3 separate regions of the Sus scrofa genome follow, and all the other regions are linked to region 1. The links are chromatin contacts, called in public HiChIP or PLAC-seq maps. All regions are on one chromosome and are shown on one strand. The core of a region is the stretch at or near the end of the contact, and the rest is flanking DNA. Distances in the headings are between cores, read along the strand shown. Region 1 holds the start of ZNF133 (zinc finger protein 133). Region 2 holds the start of DTD1 (D-tyrosyl-tRNA(Tyr) deacylase 1). Region 3 holds the start of SNX5 (sorting nexin-5).

What was found. HiChIP or PLAC-seq counts read pairs in DNA pulled down with a chosen protein or histone mark.
Region 2: an H3K27ac HiChIP or PLAC-seq map of alveolar macrophages shows a contact between it and region 1. The contact joins the promoter of DTD1 here to the promoter of ZNF133 in region 1. A contact is called at or near these places in 1 of 47 Hi-C or Micro-C datasets (liver) and 1 of 2 datasets of contacts at active chromatin or transcription factors (alveolar macrophages).
Region 3: an H3K27ac HiChIP or PLAC-seq map of alveolar macrophages shows a contact between it and region 1. The contact joins the promoter of SNX5 here to the promoter of ZNF133 in region 1. A contact is called at or near these places in 1 of 5 promoter capture datasets (fetal liver), 1 of 47 Hi-C or Micro-C datasets (heart right ventricle) and 1 of 2 datasets of contacts at active chromatin or transcription factors (alveolar macrophages).

The regions. Positions count from the first base shown.
Region 1 is chr17:26,593,256-26,597,335 of Sscrofa11.1, forward strand. ZNF133 (zinc finger protein 133) reads left to right here and starts at 2,322. Exons shown (of 5, transcript XM_021077593.1): 1 at 2,322-2,780; 2 at 3,978-4,080.
Region 2 is chr17:26,809,016-26,813,095 of Sscrofa11.1, forward strand. It overlaps DTD1 (D-tyrosyl-tRNA(Tyr) deacylase 1), which reads left to right and starts at 2,124. Exons shown (of 6, transcript XM_003134277.6): 1 at 2,124-2,355. The coding sequence starts at 2,313.
Region 3 is chr17:26,379,301-26,383,380 of Sscrofa11.1, forward strand. SNX5 (sorting nexin-5) reads right to left here and starts at 2,377. Exons shown (of 14, transcript XM_021078329.1): 1 at 2,119-2,377; 2 at 1,798-1,879. The coding sequence starts at 1,848. MGME1 (mitochondrial genome maintenance exonuclease 1) reads left to right here and starts at 2,261. Exons shown (of 5, transcript XM_021078251.1): 1 at 2,261-2,278. The coding sequence starts at 2,261.

The DNA.
Region 1 (4,080 bases), core at 1,072-3,571:
GGAACCTCAGATCAGCAAGACAGCACATTATGTTTACTCTTTGCTGGATGGATAAAATCTCCCCTGTTTGAAGCAAGAATATGTAGGAAGAGAATCCAGCCTGGGGAAAGGACGTGAAGACACAGGTCACAGGTGATACATACACATAGATTACCTATTCTCAACTGTACAAAGACACCCAGTCTTGCCCTGGAAGGATGACGTCAGGTCCAGTCCCAAGGCAAAGGTCAGCTCTTCCTCCTTTGTGTTTTCTGCTTGAGGGACTGAAGCTGCTCAGCAGGTCAGGTTTTAAGCTGAAGGAAAGCCATTATTTATTGCCCAGTGATACTGTGGCTGGAGTTCTCCAGCACCACCTCTCTGTCTGGGTTCTTCTGAGCCAGACTCCACAGCCTCCACACCTTCTGGATGAAATCCACAGCCACATCCCTGACCACTACTGTTGGCTGGAAAAAATGCACAACATAAAAGTTGAGAATTATGTTTTATTCAGTGGACATACTGAGACTTAAGCTCAGGAGATAGCCTCTTAAAAAACAAACAAACAAACAAACAAACAAACAAAAAACAAAACAGAAAAACCCAGGTAGTTGGAACATCAAAAGATTACTAAAGAAAAACTAGACATCTCAAGTTAATGAATTTAGCACTTTTCTGTGTATGGGAAGATGGAAGAAATTGAAATCACTGAAATCACTCCTTTGACATGCACCTTAACTCTCTAGGGCCAGTATCCTTTTTTCTCCATTTTGAGCCCCCTCAGGGTGCACAGTTGGGGGTGACTGCAGTGGCATTCATAGTCCACATTAGCTGTGTGGATCAAGAAAGTTGCCTGCCATATCAGTAAACAAAGACTGTTGAGGCCATCAAGCTGTCAGCCACTGCAGCCACCCACTGCAGTGAAAGTCCACCTAATAAAACACAATTCTCAATTTTTAACTTGTGCATTTTTTTTTCAGTCGACACTAATCTCTTGGTGAATGACTGAGTCATGGGGTGGGGCAGAGAGGAATGGGGAGAGAGGGCTCCAAGTTAGACAATACTTTCTCCAGGGCAAGGGTTGAACTTAATTCATTACAAACAAGGCAGCCTTTGAGTGAGAGAATAGAATGGATTCATCCTCCAAGAGCTAAAAAGAAATTTTAGGAAATTCTTGTCTCTCCCTGGCTTCCCCAGTCATGTAAACATTTTCTTTCTTCCCTCTCTCCCTTCCTTCTTCTCCCCTCCCCCACCTTTTTCTTTTTTGAGTGCACTTGCAGCATATTGAAGTTCCCGGGCCAGGGACAGAATCCGAGCTGCAGCTGCAACCAATGCCACAGCTGCAGCAATGCTGATCCTTAACCCACAGCATCACAATGAGAACTCCCATGTGAATGTCTTCTTGATCTTCCTAGAGTAGGATGAATTTTTAGAAAGCACGTCTGTAGAAAGTAAAGAGAATTGAGAGGATGCCCTAGTGGACAAGCCCCTCCACAGTGAAATGGGGTGTGCTATCTGGCTCCCCAGTTGGAGTGTGCCAGATGGCATCAGTGCCACCCCGTTCTCAACCAGGACCCTGAACAAAGACCCAGGGAATTGTGAAGAAAAAAATGTTGCCTGCCATCAATCCCTGGACTGTGCACCCAAGTGGAATTGAGGAGAACAGAATACTGGCCCAAGATAGTTAAGGTATATATCAAAGCAGTAAGTTCAGTGAGTTCAGACTCTTCCATTTTCCCATGCATAGAAAGGCACAAAAATCATCACAGTTGAGTGATTTGAAGTAGTCTGATGTTCTGCTACAGGTTTTTTTCAGTAAAACCTCCTGTATATCCTGGCTCCTCTCTTAACTCTTTGGAACAGTTCTTCTGAGCTGAGAGGGTGCCCCTCAGGTTAAAGCTATCAAATAAAACATAATTTTCAACTTTTAGGTTGTGCTTTGTATTTTTTTTTCCCCAGTAGACAAAGCCAAGACAAGGGACTCAGCCCAAATCGTGGTCTAACAGTGAGGTCCCTGTCTCCTAGGAGATGGAAGAGAGATTACCCACAAACTTGTGGACTTCGAGAGAGGGAAAGGAGGGAAAGAATTTCGGGTGCACATGGGGATGTTCCGGTTGAGGGCGTGGACTCCGAACTGGGTCTGCCTTCTTCCAGCTCTGAGACCGCGGGAATACGGCCTTGACTCTCCCAGTCTCAGTCCCCGCCCCTTGGGTTTAAGTGAGGTAAATGGTTATGCGAGCACGGAACCACAGCTGGGGCTTTCTGACTCGCACTTGGGACCAGAAACCACACTTTACACCTCCGCCCACCCAGAAGCCAAACAGAGGCTCCCTTATACGTCATTTCCGGGAGCCGAGGGGCGGGCCGGAACCGATACAGAAGTCACTGCGGGGGTCGCTGGGGAGTGTAGTCTTTAACGCGGAGTTGCTGGAGAAGGCGGGTCGCGGCACAGCTAGGAAATTGTTCCCGCTATCTTCTACATGTTTTATCCACTGCTTTTAAGAAGAAAGAAGGGGAGTCACGTGACACAGGGGCCATTCTCCGGTGCTGGAGCATGTTACCCAGAAACAGCTCCCTCAGAGGCCCGTGGGAGCCGCTGGCCGGCGGCGCGTTTGGGGAGCCGCCGAGCATCCTGGGAGGTGTGGTCCCGGCGCCGGGCCGAAGATTCTGGGCAGTGTAGTCCCGGCGTCCTGCTGGAGTAGCTCCCCAGCTGGTGCCTGGAGTGACCCCTTGTTCTTTGGTGGCGCTGGTGAGTGGGGCTCCCACGAGACTTCTTCGCAGCCGTACCCTCTCCGCGCGGAAAGGTAAGTCTGGTCTGTGGGCTCGGGTTGGGACAGTGCGAGTGGCTGGGAGAGGAGGTAGTGGCGGGGACCCGCTGTCGTGGCTCAGGCCGAGCTCTCCGGGATGTCATATTTTGGGATGTGGGCGCGCATCTCCAAGGGACGTGGGTAAATTCAGCTGTAATGCCCACGGCTGGTGGGTGCTGGGCTCCGGCCTCATCCTAGGGTTCCTGTGTGTGGACATGTTCGGCTTTAGCCGAAAGAGCGATATTGGGAAAGGGGGTCGCTCATGCCACAAGTCCCCAGGTTGGGGGGGAGTTTAGTTAGTGGGCTTTTGGGGGCCTTTTATTTCCCAGGTGGTACGGTGAGGGCCGCACCTGAAGCCAGGTGTTTGGAGTTTTGGTGGGAGGAGGCTGGTAACTTGTTTGGGCCCAGCTACCCCTCGGCTTTGCTGAGGCATCCCGCTGAGGGCCGGCCGGGCTTGGCCAAACTGCCCGAGTTGGGCTGAGTGTGGGGTGGCCGGCCATTTTGGCGCAATCTTAGGGTCTCGGTTTGGCTGGTCGCCCCTGGGTTGGAGTCTTGGAGGAAGAAGTCATCTGGGGCCCCCTGGGCAGGTTTTCCAAAGGTCCTTGGGTCCGTCATTGATCACAGGAATCATGAATTAACACATCTCTGGTGTGGCAGGGCTTTGGGATTTTGAGTTCCTTTAAACGTTTTTATTGTGGAGAAATTTCAAACAAATACGTAGAACTCTATGGACCCATCACTCAGGTTTAACTATCACCTTGTGACCAATCTTGATTCACCTCAAAATGATACACTGAGAATCCTTACAACCCACAGAGCTTCGCTGTCACTGCCCTATTTGAGACCTGGTCTCCACAGTCAGATTTCATCCAGACTCTGTTACTGTATAACTGTGTCACCTTGGGCAAGAGATTGAACTCACTGTGCCTCAATTCTGTCATCTGTAAAATGAAGATAATAAATTGTACTTCACTGGGTTGTGAGGCTAGAATGAGCTAAAACTCATACAGTGCCCAGAACAGTCTCTGGTATATACTGGGTGCCCAGTGAGTAGGAACTGTCCTTATTAGGGTCAGAGGCGAGAGAGGATCAGCTCTGGCAGGGTATCAGCAGCACGTTGGGTAGGCTGTTTTCCCAGCCCACATCGGGGCTCTGTTCCCAGCAGGTTGCCCTCAGTCTTTTCTTCTGTGGCAGGTCCACTCCTGATGCCTTTCAGGAAGAGGAAACCCTACGCTGCAGGAGCTTGAGAGTTTCCACGACTCCCTGAACCTTTCAGTCCTTGTTCTGACCCCTAGCT
Region 2 (4,080 bases), core at 874-3,373, 220 kb after region 1:
AGAATATTTCTGGTTAATGTTCCTTAGAAGTGTGATAGGTTTGGACCTGGAACCCTCTACCTGAGTGCTTGCACCTGGACAAATACCTCCTCGAGCAACAAAATACAAATAAGTCATAAGGGACTAAAAATAACTGCACACATGCACTACATTGGGGCAAATGATGAACAGTAAGATATAAAAAGGCCAAAACCCAACTGCCGCTTCTGAGCTGCCAGGAGCAAAGCAGGATACTGGGCATGAGCCCTGCACACAGCACCACCAAGGGGGCTGGCAGATCACCTAAGTCACCCCTCTGTCCCAAAGAACTAATCTGTTCCCACCCTCAGCCCACTTAAGGAATCAGCCTGAGCTCCTGGGAAAGCAAGCAAGAGTACCTATTTTTGTCTTTCCTCTCCTGCTGCATGGATTCCCCTTGAAGCCATTCCTGGGATTCTCATCTGGTCTCAATTTTTTTTTTTTTTTTTTCAGGGCCGCACCTGCAGGATATGGAGATTCCCAGGCTAGGGGTCAAATCGGAGCTGCAACTGCTGGCATACACCACAGCCACAGCAACGCCGGATCCTTAACCTACTGAGTGAGGCAAGGGATTGAACCTGTGTCCTCATGGATGCTAGTCATTCGTTTCTGCTGAGCCACAAAGGGAATGCCTGGCTTCAATGCCTACCGATTCAACAGTCCAAGGACCCAAGTGGGTAAGGGGACATCAGAGTGACTTTCCTGCTTCTGCTGTTTTCTCAAAGTCCTTAAACTCAAACATATTCAATATGCTGAGTTGCCATATATGGGGTAGAGAGTCCTTATAACCTGGGGGGGCCCTGTGGGGCCTTCCTGTGACAGCCCTCCCCTCATCCCATAGTACCCAGATAATAGTATCTGATAAACATTTCTGAGTTGTTTTACAGATGCTAAAACCCCCACCAAATGGAAGAAATTAAATACTTGATCATCCTGAGCAAGTAGCCTCCAGACATACTAGCACCTAAGGATTGATAATTGTGTGTGTGTTTGTGTCTGTCTGTGTGTCTGTCTTTTAGGGCCACACCGAGGCACATGGAGGTTCCCAGGCTAGGGGTCCATTTGGAGCTGTAGCTGCCAGCCTACAGCACAGCTCATGGCAATGCCAGATCCTTAACCCACTGATCGGGCCCTGGGATCAAAACCAAGTCCTCATGGATGCTAGTCGGGTTCGTTAACCGCTGAGCCATGATGGGAACTCCAAGGATTGATAATGTTACCTGTGATGGTGCCCTGTTTCCTCACCATCAGCTAGAGAACTGTGCATGAGCTGATCACATGCCCTGTGACCCCCCTCCCCACCACCTGGTTGAAACCTTTCTGGGAGTTTGGAGTTATTGAGCATGAGACACCTGTTCTCCTAGTAGGGCGCCATTACAGTCAACACTGCACGTTCCCTCACCACAACCTGGTATCAGTAGATCGGCTTTACTACACATGGGCAAGCAGACCCAATTTTGTTTCCAAACCCCATCACTCTACACCCACAAGTACTGTTACACTGTAAGGGGACACATGAGAGGGGCTTGTTTTTATCAGTGATACTAATTTGTCAGGGTAATACTTGTACAGTCCTTTCAGCTTCTAAGCACTTGTATATTTTATTCAAATCTTTTAACGATCCTGTGAGAGAGACTAAGCATCAGTATTAGAGAAGGGATTAGAGTAACATAGTCATGTATCTGCAGTGTCCTGACATGGCTAAGTCAAGTGAATACGGAAACACTTAAATGGCTGCTTTAGGCAGTAGATCCTCTTCTATCTGGCTTCTGAGGAACCACTGAGACAGGAAGACAAGGGAAAAAGAATTTGGGAGGGTCTGGGGCCTGAGGGGTGGAAAATGAAAAGAGAAACACAATTAGGATTAGGAGTCTGGACAACAAAGCTGGGATTTAGTTACGACTGGTTCTTAGGCCCGAGATGTGAGAAGAAACAGGTGCAGAAACTGCTGTCAGGGCACCTGTGAGTGTGGCTGGGGGTGGGGACTGGGAAGGGGGTTGCTGGATCCCAGCGTTGGGGCGTGGCTCAGCTGTGGGTGGGGCAGGATCGAGAATGGGTGGGGCCTATGACGGGGGCGGGGCTATACTTAGGGCTCAGGTGGGCGTGACCGACGCCGGCGGGAACAACCTGTGGGTGGGCGTGGCCGACGTGGGCGAGCTGCCGACTAGCGGGTCCTGCAGGGCCGCCCGCGCACTTCCTGGTGTCACCCGCAGAGGGCGTCTGTCGCCGCGCCGCCTGGAGAGTCTCGAGGCCGGAAGCCGTCCGGCGCCGCCCCGCTCGCCCCAGCCGCCGCCATGAAGGCCGTGGTGCAGCGCGTCACCCGGGCCAGCGTCACAGGTCAGTCGGGCGGGGCCGGGCCGGGAGGAGCCGCCCCTGACCCCGCGCCCGGCCGACACGGCCACCCCCGCGAGGGTTCCCCCGCGCCGCCCCGGGGCAGCTGCAGCCCTGCGCGAGCTCGGTCCCCGGCGGCGCGCAGCCCCGGCCGGCTTGCGGTGCCGTCCACGTGCCCGGGGGGTCCCGGCGCGGCCCGAGCTGCAGGGTTTCCGCTTAGGGTTCACGATGAACGCGCCTCATTATTTTCACCAGCGTTTCTTTCAGTCCTGAGTGCCAGGTGGCCGAACCTCCTAGCATCCTCTGAGCACCTCTGTGGCCCGTTCTTCGTGGAATGTTGCACAAACAACATGTAGGGAGCATTTCCGGAGCAAGAACTACCCATTTTGCAACCTTCTGCTCGACATTTTCCTTTTGTTGCCCATTTTCTCCATATCCCAGTTTTGATGGAGCTTGACGCCCAGTGAGATGCACAGCTGTGAAGAGTTGTCGGTAGGGGTGAGTTCTGACCGTGTGTCCGCCCACGTGCCCAGCGCCCAGCCCCGGTGCAGCGCGTTCCTGCCCAGGACTCCCCTTCCTCACCGAGCCCTGAAGGGACAGTCAGAATCTAAAGGATTCAGGATGAGATGTTTCTCTTTTCCACCAGTTTCTTGTTGACCAAGCCACCCAACCATTAGTCATCAGTTGATCACTGTAGTCTGGTTTGAGCATCAGGGGTCCAGATGATTAATGGATAGAACGGAGTCGTTTATATTTTTGTTTGTTTGTTTTTTTTTTTTTACTTTTTGGTGGCATCCGCAGCTTGAGGAAGTTCCTGGGCCAGGGATGGAACCCGCGGCCACTGCTGTAAGCACAGCAGTGACAATGCTGGATCTTTAACTCACAGTCACCACACATTTCCTAGAAGGGAGTCGTTTTAAAAAACTCAAGCCAAGATAGTAAAGATATCAGGAAATTTTAAATGACTAATTTTAGATTATCTTCCAGTTTTTTGTTTTTTGTTTTTTTTGTTTTTGGCAGAATTCTAATACTGTTTCATTCAGGTAATCCTAGATAGCCTTTCCTTCAAGCCAGTCCATACCAAGTATGTGTTTTTGTGTCCAGGAAAGTATAAATCTAAAACCAAAACAGCAAAATCCCGAAGAAACAACCAAGCTCAGTAAAACCATATATTTAGATTTGAGATTCTACTTTCCAATCCTGCGTAATGATTTCTAAGCTGTTGTGGTAGCTGGTTTTGGTTATGGTCCTGGAGTAATAGGGAATAGGATAGCTCTGGGCTTTATGGAATTTGAGAACTGGGTTTTTTTTTTTAGCATTTTAGTTAATATATGTAACTTCACTAAAACTGGGAAAATTCATGGAGGAAAATGTCTTTTTTTTGGCTTCTGAGAAGTATCTTGCAGTTTGCTCTGTGTGTTCATCATGAACAGTGAGCAAACTTTGGAGTATTAAATTTTGATCTGAATGGAGAACGTTCCGTTCTGCTGATCTGAAATATTGAAAACATGGTTCAGTGAGATTAGCAGAATAGATTGAATGATTTCAGTTTACTAGTTAAATTGTATGATTTTCGTTATAAACAACAACTAAACCATCCTGCATATTAAAAAAGATAAGGGTGTTAATTGTGGGAAGGTGTTAGCAGAACGGAATTCTCTCAAGGTGCTGGAGGAACCTTCTGGTTAGCCAGGCCTCATATTTGAATTGTAATGGAGAGAGATTTTTCTG
Region 3 (4,080 bases), core at 1,127-3,626, 210 kb before region 1:
CCCTAGCCTGGAAACCCCCATATGCCTGGGGTGTGGCCCTAGAAAACGGCAAAAATACAAAACAAAAAAACAAAACAAAATTAACCATGTAACTCTTCCCCTAAACTGTCCTGGGAAAGGACACAAATCAACACCTTCAATTAGAAACGATGACTAAACAGAAGTGCCAGGCTACCAGATTCAGGCCCAGGGCTCCTTTTCTTTTTGCTGAACTAGCCAAAAGTTCTACACAAGTATTCAAAATCCTCAACAGTTATTATGTTCCTGCTCTATTAATGGGTCTAAACCTCAGGAATCGCCATCCTCATGTAAATCCCAAAGCAGGTAATCAGAAAGTTTAAACTTAAAACATTTTCAGTAAAAAAAAAAAAAAAATTTCAGTCAACTAACAAAGCTGTATTACAGCAAAAAGAATAGCATGCCCACAGCCACAGCAACTTGGGATCCGAGCCGAGTCTTCGACCTATACCACAGCTCACGGCAACGCCGGATTATCAACCCACTGAGCAAGGCCAGGGATCGAACCCTCAACCTCATGGTTCTAGTCGGATTTGTTAACCACTGTGCCACGACGGCAACTCCGATTTTTTATTAATTTCATTCCCACAATTAGGAAAAAATACCAGGAAAATAATTCTACATAATCCTTTCATGTAGTCTCTAAAACCAAGAGTCAGGAAATGGCCTTCAGAATCCTATTCTGCTAGAGAATGAGATTCTGTGGTGGGGAAATTATTAAAAACCAACCATCGTTCTACTATACTAACAAATAATGAGGTCGGTCTAGCTTTTAAAGAGCCCTCTAAACTCGATTCTGGATCAAGAAGGTGCCAGGTGGGGAGAAATCAATCTACCAAAATTCCTATTCAGCCATCTGCTTTGGAATGTTCTAGAAAAAGAATCGTTCTCAAGTCCCCACTTCCGGCTTTGGGAGGGGGTTACTTCTTTCAACTTTAAAAGAAAAATACCCCAAGATCCCAATTTCATTTCGGTAACTAATACAGCAATGACACCCTTACTGGAATAACTCAGCAGCTGTATCTGAGCTTTGGCACAAACTAAAGTTTCTCCAAGAGCTATGGATCAAATGTGCCTTAGATTGCTAAAGAGATCCTTCCAGGTTTCTTAAATTCGAGAGTGCCTCCAATTTTTAGAATAAATTTCATTTTCTGTCAGATTAACTTCTGTTGACGATTTTGCACAAAACGTTGCTGCTCATACCAATCTCTATAAATTTCAAAACGGGTAAAGGACCAATAAAGGCGGAAGCTTGCCCGTAAACCTTTTACTAGCTAAAGTAACATGAATTTATTGCATCAGTTACCTTTCAGACCTAAAGATCTAAGAGCCTGGGGGTAATTTACATAATAAGTCTTCAACTATTCGAGCACCTACTAAAAATGACAGAACCTCCACAGTGACGCATTTAGCGGTTAATTGTAACGAATACGCTGCATATTTGACTCGATAAAATTTCCCCAGTATCTGAGCCAAAAAGTTTTCTCGAGGGAATGGGACGCGGATCGGAGGCAACAACAACAAAAAAAATCAAGCTGTCATTTGTCGCAACAGCGGATTTCACGTTCACAAGCCGGTCTCCACCGAGCCAAGGGAAGTTCCAGGAACTTTTCCACGTCAAGCACGCGCTCCCGGGTCTCCAAGGAGCGCCCCAGGGAGCCCAGAGGGAGGACAGCCCTGGGGCCCCAAGGAGTAATCCGCGGCCGGGGGAAGGAGTGTGGGGTCCGGGAGATCACCGGGGCCTCCCAAGCTGGAGCCTGAGGGTGGGCAGGGCCTCACCTTGCTGCGATCCTCCTCCTGCTGCTGCAGCAACTCGGGAACCGCGGCCATGGCGACGCGGGCCTCGAGCGGGGCCGCCTGGCTGTGCGAGGAAAGAAGAGGCTGGGCCGCCGCCGCCGCCGGGGAGCCTCTCAGGGGCGGCCGCGGCCCCGCCTCCGCCAGCCTCCCTGCCCGACGGCGGCGGGAGGCCTCGGGACTCCGCCACCATCCCAGCAGCCCCAGGAAAGGCGAGCGGCGCCCCACGTGCTCCCCCTGAGAGGCCTCCCCCGTCCCCTCTGCCGTCCATCTTGGAGCCGGGCAAAGAAGTTACTCGGGGCCTACCCTCGCTCCGGGCCACGCGGAAACCGCCGACCGTAGGGCCGCGACGGAAACGCGGAGCCCTTAACACCTGCCAAGTGAGGCGCCTCTCGCGAAAGACCGTGCGCTCGTGCGGGGGAAATTTATTACTCAGCCAGAGTCCAAGATGGCGACGACCTCTGACGTAAGCAAAATCTCGTGAGAGAGAAAAGGCGCGATTCGGAGGCGCCCGCGCTTCGGCCAGCGGGGCGGTTCTCCCCATGGTTCCTTAATTGTCAATGGAGAAGAACGAGGGACTAGGGGCGGGACGTGAGCTCCGCACTGCATGCTGGGACTGCGGTTTGTGGGGCGGGGCCTAGTTGGGGACGGAGGCGCGGGACGGATGAAAAGTACGCGCCAGAGGGTTGTTCACACCCTGGGAGTTACCAAAGCGTGGTGGCCTTGAGGTACCTACCCCTGCCATGGGCTGGGCTTCTGTTTAAGCTGCCTCTTCCCTCATCCTGACTCCCATTCGAGGGGCCGCAGGCGACATCTCCCCCACTATGGTTCCGCCGCTATCAGAGCGGGAGGCCTCCTTGGGGGAGTATGGGTTAGTGGGCCCTGGGGACTGCCGCCCTCCAGCTCAGGAGCTCCTTAAGACTGATCTCAGTAGTGCCCACTGAGTGTTAGGGGCTGAATGAGAAATCACACAGAATTAATTAGCCAAGAATCTAACATTTGGGAATTAGTGGTAAACTTAACTATGACTGGCATGCCTCCTCTAGATCCTGGTATTTCTTTTTCTTTTTTTTTTTTTGTCCTTTCTAGGGCCGCACCCACGGCACATGAAGGTTCCCAGGCTAGGAGTCAGAGCTGTAGCCGCTGGCCTAAGCTGCAGCCACAGCAACGCAGGATCCGAGCCGTGTCTGCGACCACAGCTCACGACAACACCGGATCCTTAACACACTGAGCGAGGCCAGGGATCGAACCCACAACGTCATGGTTCTCTAGTCGGATTCATTAACCACCGCGCCACAACGGGAACTCCGGTCCTGGTTTTTCTTTACACACGCCTCCCTTCCTAGGCGTAGTACTTCTCCGTATTGAATATTGGAGACATCTTGCCCCAAACTGTCTTCTAGTTCTCAATAACTGCTGGTCCTTTAAAAGTAGTTTTGTCTGAATATTACCAACCTTGGCTGCAGCATAGGCTATAAATCGACAGAAGGGTTGTTGGGGCAAGGAATAGCGACTTTATTGGAGAGCAGGCACTCAGAGAAGATGGTGGAGGAGTGTCCCAAAGAACCATCTTATCAGTTAGTATTCAGGCTTCCTTTATACTAAAAGGAGGGGGGAATTCCCATCATGGCTCAGTGGTTAACGAATCCGACTAGGAACCATGAGGTTGCAGGTTCAATCCCTGGCCTTGCTCAGTGGGTTGAGGTTCCGGCGTTGGCGTGAGCTGTGGTGTAGGTCACAGACACAGCTCAGATCGTGTGTTGGTATGGCTCTGGCTAGGCTGGCAACTACAGCTCCAATTCGACCCCAAGCCTGGGAACCTCCATATGCCACAGGAGCTGCCCAAGAAATGGCAAAAAGACCAAAATAAATAAATAAATAAAAGGAGGGGAATGTGGCTGGTTGTTGCCAACTTCTTGGTGCAGGAATCCTTTGCTCTTGCTACTGTCCTTGTAGACCCAGTCAAAATGTTCCTGTAAACCTCAGTAAGATAATTGTGGGGCTTTTGTTTTATTTTTGTCTCTTTGAGGCCGCATCTGCAGCATATGGAGGTTTCCAGGCTAGGGGTCAAATCAGAGCTGCAGCTGCGGGCCTACTCCACAGCCACAGCAGTGCCAGCCAGATCTGAGCTTTGTCTGCGACCTGCAACACAAGATCCTTAACCCACTGATTGAGGCCAGGGATTGAAACTGTGTCCTCACGGATACCAGTCAGGTTCCTCAATAAGATAATTTTTATTTTCTGTTCTACAATTTTTTGTCTATATGA